Regions from separate parts of the Mus musculus genome. Here all the other regions are linked to region 3. Evidence: chromatin contacts called from public Hi-C and promoter capture Hi-C data. All regions are on one chromosome and are shown on one strand. The core of a region is the stretch at or near the end of the contact, and the rest is flanking DNA. Distances in the headings are between cores, read along the strand shown. Region 1 overlaps Nin (ninein). Region 2 holds the start of Sav1 (salvador family WW domain containing 1). Region 3 holds the start of Pygl (liver glycogen phosphorylase).

Evidence for each region. Hi-C and Micro-C count contacts between places; a contact is called where the count stands out from the background. Capture Hi-C pulls out chosen DNA fragments and counts their contacts.
Region 1: a Hi-C map of cortical neurons shows a contact between it and region 3, with 2.7 times the contacts expected there. The contact joins the enhancer-like site here to the promoter of Pygl in region 3. A contact is called at or near these places in 6 of 39 promoter capture datasets (embryonic stem cells, hippocampal neurons, liver and 1 more), 9 of 484 Hi-C or Micro-C datasets (the G1E-ER4 cell line, cerebellar granule neurons, cortical neurons and 5 more) and 3 of 9 other capture datasets (adipose tissue, liver and pancreatic islet).
Region 2: a promoter capture Hi-C map of pancreatic islet shows a contact between it and region 3. The contact joins the promoter of Sav1 here to the promoter of Pygl in region 3. A contact is called at or near these places in 8 of 39 promoter capture datasets (the C10 cell line, cranial neural crest, embryonic stem cells and 3 more), 12 of 484 Hi-C or Micro-C datasets (the G1E-ER4 cell line, LSK cells, adipose-derived mesenchymal stem cells and 7 more), 10 of 115 datasets of contacts at active chromatin or transcription factors (bone marrow-derived macrophages, cardiomyocytes, embryonic stem cells and 5 more) and 3 of 9 other capture datasets (adipose tissue, liver and pancreatic islet).

The regions. Positions count from the first base shown.
Region 1 is chr12:70,052,687-70,055,685 of GRCm38.p6, forward strand. It overlaps Nin (ninein), which reads right to left. Exons shown (of 29, transcript NM_001081453.1): 8 at 2,621-2,757; 9 at 2,145-2,285; 10 at 1,702-1,876. Among named protein-coding and RNA genes, the nearest start is that of Nin, 49 kb to the right of the region's middle. Within about 2 kb of position 1,290, at least 19 of the 459 cell types and tissues checked have an H3K27ac peak or open chromatin away from gene starts, as enhancers often do. A contact at or near this core is called in cortical neurons, where this site is marked.
Region 2 is chr12:69,985,118-69,988,511 of GRCm38.p6, forward strand. It overlaps Sav1 (salvador family WW domain containing 1), which reads right to left and starts at 1,885. Exons shown (of 5, transcript NM_022028.2): 1 at 1,557-1,885. The coding sequence starts at 1,650.
Region 3 is chr12:70,226,191-70,229,243 of GRCm38.p6, forward strand. Pygl (liver glycogen phosphorylase) reads right to left here and starts at 1,493. Exons shown (of 20, transcript NM_133198.2): 1 at 1,151-1,493. The coding sequence starts at 1,393. F730035M05Rik (RIKEN cDNA F730035M05 gene) reads left to right here and starts at 1,651. Exons shown (of 5, transcript NR_045174.1): 1 at 1,651-2,188.

The DNA.
Region 1 (2,999 bases), core at 40-2,539, 170 kb before region 3:
AGAAGTTACACATAAATGGTTCGTAATTTTTATGTATAAAGTAAAATAGCAAGCCAACTGAAACTCACAAACTTTCTCCCGTTAAAAAGAAAAAGATCTTTCATAATACTCTAGAAAGATTTCATCCACATTTGTTTAAAAAAAACATAGAGCTTGCCATTTGACATATTTTCTTTCTTCTCCAGTGGTAAAGGCTGATTGGAAGAATGCTACTCTCAGAGTACATTTTGCCAAAAGCACGGAGAGCCAGGATGTCTTTATGTATTCTAGTTCACACTCTAACATAGCAATATGGAGTTTTAAAAAAATGTACTTAAACCTTCAAAAAGATGCTACCTTCCCCTCCAATATCAACTCTAGGGCTTCTGCCTCTCAAAGGATACCCACACTGTCTGCCTCGAAGGGTGGGGGATACCCAGGGAGGCCCCACCCTCTCAGAGGAGAAGGGAAGGGGGTGAGGGAAGGCTGTGGGAGGGGTGACAGAGGGGAGCAGGGAGCAGGATGTAGAGTGGGTAAGTAAAAAAATAAAATTAAGTTTATTAAAATAGAGTCCCCACACTCACATGCTGAACAAGGAGCAAGCCCTGCCTTCCAGACACTGGCTGCTGCCCTGGAGGCTAAATCAGATATCGCTACTGAACACAGGGGACAGTGTGGCACCTAGCCACCACAGTAAAGCAAGCCGAACAGGAAAGGGGGTGTAATGGGAATGGAAAGGGAAGATGGCCTGTGGTGTTGGGGACATGACAAAGGAGCACACAGGAGGAACAGGGGGCTCACGGGAGTTGCAGTGGGAGGGGAGGGGAGGGGCGGGGCACTGGAAGGAGCCGAGGTTAGAGCAGTGACTCTTAACCTGTTGGTCGTGACCCCTTTGGGAATTGAATGACCCTTTCACAGGGGCCACTGGAAAACACAGATATGTATATTATTTCAGAACACCAACATGACTTAAAGAGTGGTACTGAGGGCAGATGGCTAAGAATTTTAATTTCTGGGACTTTCAGCAATTGATGCTGCTGATGATTAGGAGAATTCAGGAGATGGCAGAAACTGCTCATTGCCTTGGCTTTTCCTCAGTTGTTGTGTGGACCCGGGGGCACCTCATGATAGCGAACATTTTCCCTGAACCAGTTATTCTGTAGACAGCTTACTTGTACCATCTGGTATGATAGCCACACCAAGGTAATGAGTAAGAGCTATTATGTGACCATCTGCACATTGGGAAACAGGCTTGAGTAACATCATCCAGGTTTTCCTGTAGGCAGTGGTACTATGCCCAAAGGCCCAGTACTATGCTATCTGGTATGAGAGCCCAGAAAAGAGAAGGTCACCTTCTTCCACTAGGACAGAGGAGGGAAGATCACAAGAGGAAAATCATGTTTGGTGATGTCCAGAGAATAAGAATGGGAGGTAGACAGGAAGGGGAGGGAGAGGCTGAGGCTAAGGAGAAGCTTAGGGCAGCAGCTCTGGAATTGAGGTTTTCAGCCAAGTTCCACCCAGTCCTGAGGAGAAGCGGGAAGACTGTGAAGAACAGGATATACTCATGAACGCTGTCCACTCCACACCCCAAGGCCGCCACCACATCTAGGCCACGGCTAGGGAGAATCCTTGGGTTTAGCCCTATCTGTGCCCTCAGGGAACGACAGTGCTCTGTGCAGATACCTAGCATAGACCCAGGCCATGGCGCTACCAAGAGATTACCTTCAGGGAGAGGGCAAGGCGGTCCCGGATGTAATTCTCTTCCGTCTTGGCCTTTTGAATTTCCTGTTCCAGCTCCACCCGCTGCTTGCCCACTTGCTGCAACATCTGTTCCCTCTCCTGGCGGAGTTCGTTCTTTAAGGCTGCTATGCGCTCCTTGTATTCTTCATCCAGTTTCCTATAAGCAAGGACAACAGGAAAATCAATAGGTGGCCTGTGGATCCCTTGGAGGACAGTATATGGACATTCCAAAACTGGAGACAGACGCATAGAGAAAATGCCTAACGTGTCCTGCCTTCCCAGTGGCTGGGCTGCAGCTAGACCTCTGCAGTCAGCTCTGGTCTCACCCTGCCAGGAGCAGGGGCCAGAAGAATGGGGCTAGAGAGGAGAAGCAGGGGTTTGGGAGGGATGGGGGAGGATGCTGAACCTCGGCCCTCTGGCCACACCTGAGGTTGTATTCATTCCTCCGCTCAATGGCCGCGTGGTGATCGTCCACCTCGGAAGCCATGAGAGACTTCAGCTTTTCTGCTTTGTCCAGGTCCGACCGTAGCTTCTCCTTTTCTCTGACTACTTGGTCAACTCGTTCTCTAGAATTAGAAATAAAGTGAGTTAGTAGGAAGCCGTTTCCAAGCAACCAGGAGACCCAAAAAAAAAAAAAAAGCCCTCTCATCTGGCTCGCCTCAGTACAAACACAAAACCAAGACAACCAAAACCCTCCCCAAACAAAAAGGTTTTCCATGGTTCCCTTCACATGCTGCAGCCAATCAGAGCCCCAGCGCAATTCCCTTCAGCTCAGGAGGGTAACTGTTTAACAGTTAGAGATGGAAGACGGCCACATTGGCCTGTGGGTGGGGAAAGGTGCCTGGTGATATGGGAGACACAAGTAAAGGAAACAGACCAGCGAACCTTCTGCTCAACTTACAACAAGTGCCGGATCTCGGCCTTGAAGCTAGCTAGTGCTGCCTGGTGAATGCCATTCTTGGTAACCAAAAGTTCATTCTCCAGAGCCAGCGTCAGCTCTGTCAGGTTGATGTTTCCATCCAGGCTGAAATCCAGGGCCTGAGAATCAGAACAAATGACAGGCCCAGCTTCAGAAAGCAGAAAGTGTGGAGGCAGACTGAAGCCAGGCTAGAGACCAGGCCGGTCCCTCTCCTTAGGAACAGCTCTCATCTAGAAACCTGTTTCCTTACAAAAATCAAGGTCGGCTGCTTGTATCTTCTGACATCCCTTCTGACACTGTAAAGAAACGCAGTAGGGTAATTTCAAACCTTGCCGCCCAAAGATGAGTTAAGAGCTTTCCT
Region 2 (3,394 bases), core at 635-3,134, 240 kb before region 3:
GGAATTACCCGGTTCTAAGCACAATTATCAAAACTAGAAAGCAAGACCTTTCAGTGTGGAAACTGAAAAATAAAGTCATCTACTTCCAAAGATGCACACAAACCCTGGATCTACTGAAAAAGCCTGGAAAGAATTATGGCTCCTTTAAAAGCAGATAACCCAAACCAAGGTCATGGCTGCTGATTTGAATGTGCAAACAGCTTTCATGTTCTTAGAAAGCAACTACCTTTAAAATATGAAACCTGGATATAGAACACATTTTCTGAATTCATTAAATCAATGTCACTAAGGGTGTCAGAAGCTAACACTACAGTAACTTAATATTGGAATAATTAACTGTCGATGACACAAATTCTGTATGGAGTCACTCACTAAAAGACTCAACAAGTGGCATGACTTCAAATGATGCTTAATAAACTTTATTTGCAGCAAAAAGCAAGCTATCACCTAAAAAAAACAGAAAAACAAGCTCTTAAAAATGGTTTCAGTTACTGACACATCCACCCCACCAACTGTGTTGTCTAGCACTCCAACTACTAACAGAACCTGTAAGGCTGGACACATGGTCACAATGGAAAAATATGCTCTCCACCCCTTTCTGCGGGATCTTGGGCAAATACTAGGAACCCCTGTGAGCAGCTTTCCCAATTACAATATGAGGTAATGCTTAATTTAAGTCACACGGTTACTTCCAGTTTCCAAGAAGGAAACTTACACAAGGGGTCCAGCTCCTAGAATGAGAACCAAAGGATTAGCTCTCTGACTACCCAAGAATTTTAAAAAAGGAGAATCAAGGCGTTCAAGTTAAAAACTCAAATATTTTAAACGGAGAAGAAAAGCTACGTACGGGAGGGGACGGAACATATGTCGGAAAGAGGAATAAAGTTAGGAACTTGCCTGGTATGGCTGAAATTATTCTGAATACTTTGCTTTTTTTAATTTTAGGAGCAAAGCCTAATCCAAATACGTTAATGGCTTGTCTACTCTGGGAAATGAAAAGACTCTGGGTAGTGGCTACAAGTATCAGGTTCTTTGCCTCACAAGTCTGTGTCCCGCTGAAGGACTAAGGAATCCAGTCTCTCTCTCGTGTGTGTGTGTGTGTGTGTGTGTGTGTGTGTGTGTGTGTGTGTGTGTGTGTGTGTGTGTGTGTGTGTGTGTTACTTAGGGCGCTGGTAGTGGCTACAAGTATCAAGTCTCTCGTGTGTGTGTGTGTGTGTGTGTGTGTGTGTGTGTGTGTGTGTGTGTGTTACTTAGGACGCTGGTAGTGGCTACAAGTATCAAGTATCAGGTTCTTTGCCTCACAAGTTTGTGTCCCGCTGCAGGACTAAGGAAGGAATCCACTCTCGCGTGTGTGTGTGCGTGTGCGAGTGCGTGAGCCGACGAGTGGCGCTGCGATGGTCGCAAACGCGGGGCCCGGACGTACCCAGCAGAGAGGTGCCCGGGTCGAAGCACTTTTTCCCCAACACCACGGACAGCCATGCATTTCCCAGAGTCGGTCTTCCAGCACCACCCGAGGCTGCGCCGGGTCCCCACCCGCCACCGCCCACGACACTCACTCCGCAGCAGGGGCGACGTCTCCTTCTTCACGTACTTGCCCTGCACCTCGGCCGGCTTAGACACCTCGTTTTTGGTTTTCTTGCGGGACAGCATCCTCGCGGACGACTCCCGCCGCCGCCCCAGCAGCCTCGCTAGGGCCGCGAGCCTGCCGCCCGCCGCCGCCTCCCGGGCCGCCGCCGCCGCCTTCGCCTCGGGTCTCCGCCGCCCGCGCCCGCCCGCAGGCTCCGCCGCATGTTGGCCGCGCTAAGCGCGCCCGCCGCCGCTCAGTCGCAGGGCAGCTCCTCCCGGGAAGTCAGCCGGCTCAACGACGCCGCCCGAGGCCGCCTTGGGACAGGGCCGCGGCCGCCCACCAGGGCCATGGTCCGCCGCCCGGAGCCGCTACCGCTGCGGCCACCGCCTACGTCCGGTAAACTTTCCCCGCGCCGCTGGGAATGCTGGGAAAGCCGACGCGCACGGGCCGCCCCTCCCCCGCCGGGCGCGGACGCGGCTGCGTGCGGCGACTCGCGACGGGCGGGCGGCTAACGGGCCGGGTGTGGCGACCATCGCGGCCCTCAGTGCGGCTGCGCGGGCCGGCTCCCGCCGCTGGGGAGCTGGAGTCCGGGCGGTCCGGAGCCCGCTGGGCGGCGAGCGGCTCTCGCCTTGGACTTGCCTACCGCCCTGCTTCCCGCAACCGCAGCCGCGTGTCCTGGTTGCTGAGGGAAGGCAGCCCTCGGGTGTGCTGGGACCGCGAGGGCTACACCTAGTAACACAGATGACTCTTCTGGTGACAGCGTGACTACTGTAAAAACTGAGTCTCCGTTTCTTCTGTCCTCTTATTATCTCCCCCAACCCTTGGTAGCCCACCCCCTTTTGTGCCCCCCATCCCCATCCGCGCTTTCGGATTAAAAAAGAAGATGGAGTTTCTACAGCTCCTAAGATAAATTTGACGTTAGTGTATTTATTTCATCATTTTAATATGTATTCTTAATAACCACATGCCTTCTCTTGCAGTTAAGTCTTAGAATTTTGAAGCCTTTGAGCACCAGAGTTCAGAACTGGGAGTTTTCTATCTAATATATCAGATTCTACTTTGTTCTCTTTAACTCGCTCAGGTACACAGAATAACTTGGAGAATAAGATTGGGACTCACTCCTCTTGATCAAAGTAAGGCTTTCATAATGAAGAGAATGTGCTTAAAACACAGAAGCAAAACACCAACCTCAGAACAAGACACCAAACTGCTCTTTTTTTTAGCCATGCACAAAGACATTTAATCAGTTGTCTGTCTCCTGTGTTTTTATGAAATGTTTCCTTGTTAAAGGTCCCTATAATCCTATAACAAATATTTTATTGAGCACCCAGCATCCAAGGTGCTGTTTTAGGTGTCTGGGATATAACAACAAAGGTCCTGCGGTTATGGGGAAGAGAGATCACAAAAAATAAAACTAGTAAGCCATAGTATGTAACAGAGTGAGCGCTGAAGGAAGCATAAACAAGAGAGATCCCACAGCTTGGAAAGGGGGTCGGATAATGAAGCCAGTGAGAAGGCAATGCTGGAATTAGCTTGCTATGGTGCTATCTGGAGTGAGGCCTCAGAAGAGCAAATGCAAGTCACTGCAAGTGGTCGTGTTTCTGGCTCATTGTAGGAATAGGAAGAGGGTCACGTAGCTGGAACTGGAACAGAGAAGAGTAGAGGGAAATGAAGTTCCTTGGTAACTGGCCACCCACCTAGGCCTTTGGAGTAGAGGAGAGACGTATTTAATGCGATCACTTTGGATGCTGTGTGAGAGTAGACTGAATGGGGGAGTGGGGTTTCAAAATAAGGGAGGTGATAAAAAAATATTGCTAGCATGCATAT
Region 3 (3,053 bases), core at 243-2,742:
AAGACACAGTCATGAATGTGGACCTGAAGTCTTTTCTAAGCAAAGGTTTAGAGTTGGAAGGATACAAATTAGCAGTTGTCCTGTTTGGGTAGCAGTCTGCTAGGCTCTTAGAACCACAGTATCTTACTATAGGAGTTTATCCCTCAGTCTTGGAAATTTCCTATAGTTCTCAGGCACAAATGGTAGAGATAGATTTTCTCGATGTTCTTATGTATTTAGAAACGCCTAAGTAGTAAGTATGTATCCGCATTTCCCATTGCCACCAGGGTCTGCTGTTCATCTTTTCCAACTTAACTCCAAAGCCAGTTTTTCCAGCTTTCTCTTCCAAAACATTCACCACACCATCCCCCATAAGGCTGCTGCCGCCTTGCACTCTCCCTGTCCGCTCCTCCCCAACCTTTCACATTAGCTCTGGTTCTCTTCCAAGACTGGTCATGATGGGGTGGTGTTCCTCCACATGTCCACCACCCCAGAGACTCCGCATTCTGGCCCTTGGTAGAAATAGGAGCTGGTTGCCTAAATGTGGTGTCCCCCACATCTCTGGGGCCTCCACAAGGCTTCTGGAAGGGAGAAGGGTGTTTTTACAGGGATAGCTTCAGGTGAGTCTCTTGGCAAGGCCCATCAGGCAGTCAGCACAAAGTTCAGGAACTGCAGTCTCCACTCGGTCTGGGCCCTGGGCCGGGACCTCCCCCATCTTTGTTGCACAGCTAAGCTAGGCAGCCCTGAGGCCTGGGCAGGGTCACTATTAGAGGAACTCTAAACTTCCCTCTCCTTTCCTTAAACACTAAGCTTGACCCTCTAAGGCTAGGCTTTTGTATGTTTTTGTTTTCTGTGCCCCTTCCCGGCCCCCTGGACCTGAGCGGATTGTCAGGGCCCCCGGAACCTGGACGGATCACATAGGAGGCGCAGGATCCCCCTTGGTTAAGTGCTGAGCAAACTCCATAGTTTGCTTAGTTCGCCAGAGAGGGAAGCGTGGGCTCTTGCCACCAGCTGGTCTCCGGATCTCACACCACAGTGGAGCCCTGAGGATGGCACACCGCTGTGGGGGAGGTGGAAGGGATGGCCGAGCCTATGTCCTGCTGCTGGCCTAGACTTCGAGACCAGGACAGGGAGTGGAGGGGAGGGGGGACAAACGCCCTTCGCCTGGTACCTTGGGACACTTGTCGTAGTAGTGCTGCTGTGTACGGATCCAGCGCCCCACCAGGTGGTCGCGCACTGTGTGCGCAAGGGCGAAGTAGTAGTCGCGGGGGGTGGCCACATTGCGGTCCTTGACCAGAGTGAAGTGCAGGTGACGGTTGAAACCCTTTTTCAGCTCGGCCACATTCTCTACGCCCACGATGCCTCGGATGCTGATCTGCCGTCGCTTCTCCTGGTCGGTCAGGGGCTTTGCCATGGTTGCGGGCGGAGGGAGCACAGAACGGTCTCCGGGCTGCAGGACTGGCCTCCTCCCTTCCTTACTTGCTGCTTTTGAGACGCTGGGGAGTTGGGGATCCGCCCCTCTCCGGGTTCCCGCCCACCCGTGGCTCCCAGAGTGACGCCCCCCCAGGGGGGCGTGGGAGCCCCAGGGCGGTGCTGCGGCTGCGGGCACCGCCCCTCGGCCGCTCCCAGAACGTCCAGGTCACGTAGTGCGCAAAGGCTCTGACCGCGTCTCTCGGTGTGGAAGGAGGCCTCGGCTGGCTCGCTTGTTGAGTTCCCAGTAAAGCCATTGCCTCTTCTCAGTGGGTTCCACGGTTGCTTCCCAGGGTGACATTGTAGGGTCAGTGTGATTTAACCCTGATTGCCCCGGTCTTGCTTCCCAGTTTTTAGGCATAGTACTATCCTGGGTTCTAAGGGGGCCTTGGTTGGTTGGTTTATTTATTTTTTTTCTGAGGACGCAGGACTGGGGTTTCTTGACTCCTAGGCCCAGGCTGGACTAACCCACAGTAGTTGGCCACAGTTGGTGTAAAAGTCAAGGGGTCTGTTGAGAAAGCTTTAGTCTCAGTGGGGGACAAGACTTCGTTCGATTTGAGACCCCTTGTTTGCACTGCTCTTTGACCAAATGAGGCATAAGGATAAGAGGGCGTGGGGGAAGGGGAGGGAGGGAGAAGGAGAGAGCACTCCAGGAACCAGTTGTCCCGTGTTCAGGAGACATACTGGTGTGTGATCTTTATACCAGATCCGAATGTGATGGTGTTTAAACTTTGGAAAGGTAAACATGAGGCATTTTAAGATGTCAATTTTTTTTTTCTCAAAATGTATGTACTGTACGCGTGTGTCCTCAAATGTGCACACAGACACGTAGTGGTCCAGGGTTGGTTCTCTCCTCTCGTGATGGTTGCTGGGATCGATCCAGAGCGGTCAAGCTTGGCAGCAGATGCCTTTACCTGCTGAGCCATCTAGAGGGTCCGTGTCAGCCTACCTGCCTGCCTTCTTTCCTTCCTGTCTATCACTCCTTTCCTTCTTTCTTTTCTTTCTTTTTTTCTTTCTAAACAAAGCTAACTATTAGAGGCCAGAGAAGGAGTTTGGTTACTTAATTCATATAAACCAGCTATTACCCTAAAAGTGAAAGTTTTACTGTCACAGATCTAACTGCGGTTTCAGATCCTGGTCCTTCCAGCTTCCAGGGTTTTGGCTCCAGCCTTTGGGGCAGATGAAAACTAAGTGGCTTCATGCAATGGCTTTGAGGACAGCATGGTCCTATGAGACAGGGTAAGGGTTGGATTTGATTGAGCCAGAGATACCCAGAGCTGAGAGTGAGTGCAGAGTTTGGTCAGAATGCTTGACTTAAAGCTAAGAGGCTGTGAGCATCCACTTCTGTATTTGCCAGGTATTGGCATAGCCTCACAAGAGATAGCGATATCAGGGTCCTGTCAGCAAAATCTCATCTATTGGGTGGAACACAGGACCCCTAAAGAAGGAGCTAGAGAAAGTACCCAAGGAGCTAAAGGGGTCTGCAACCCTATAGGAGGATCAACAATATGAACTAACCAGTACCCCCCAGAGCTGTGTCTCTAGTTGCATATGTAGCAGAGGATAGCCTAGTCAGCCATCAATGAGAGGAGAGGCCCTTGGTC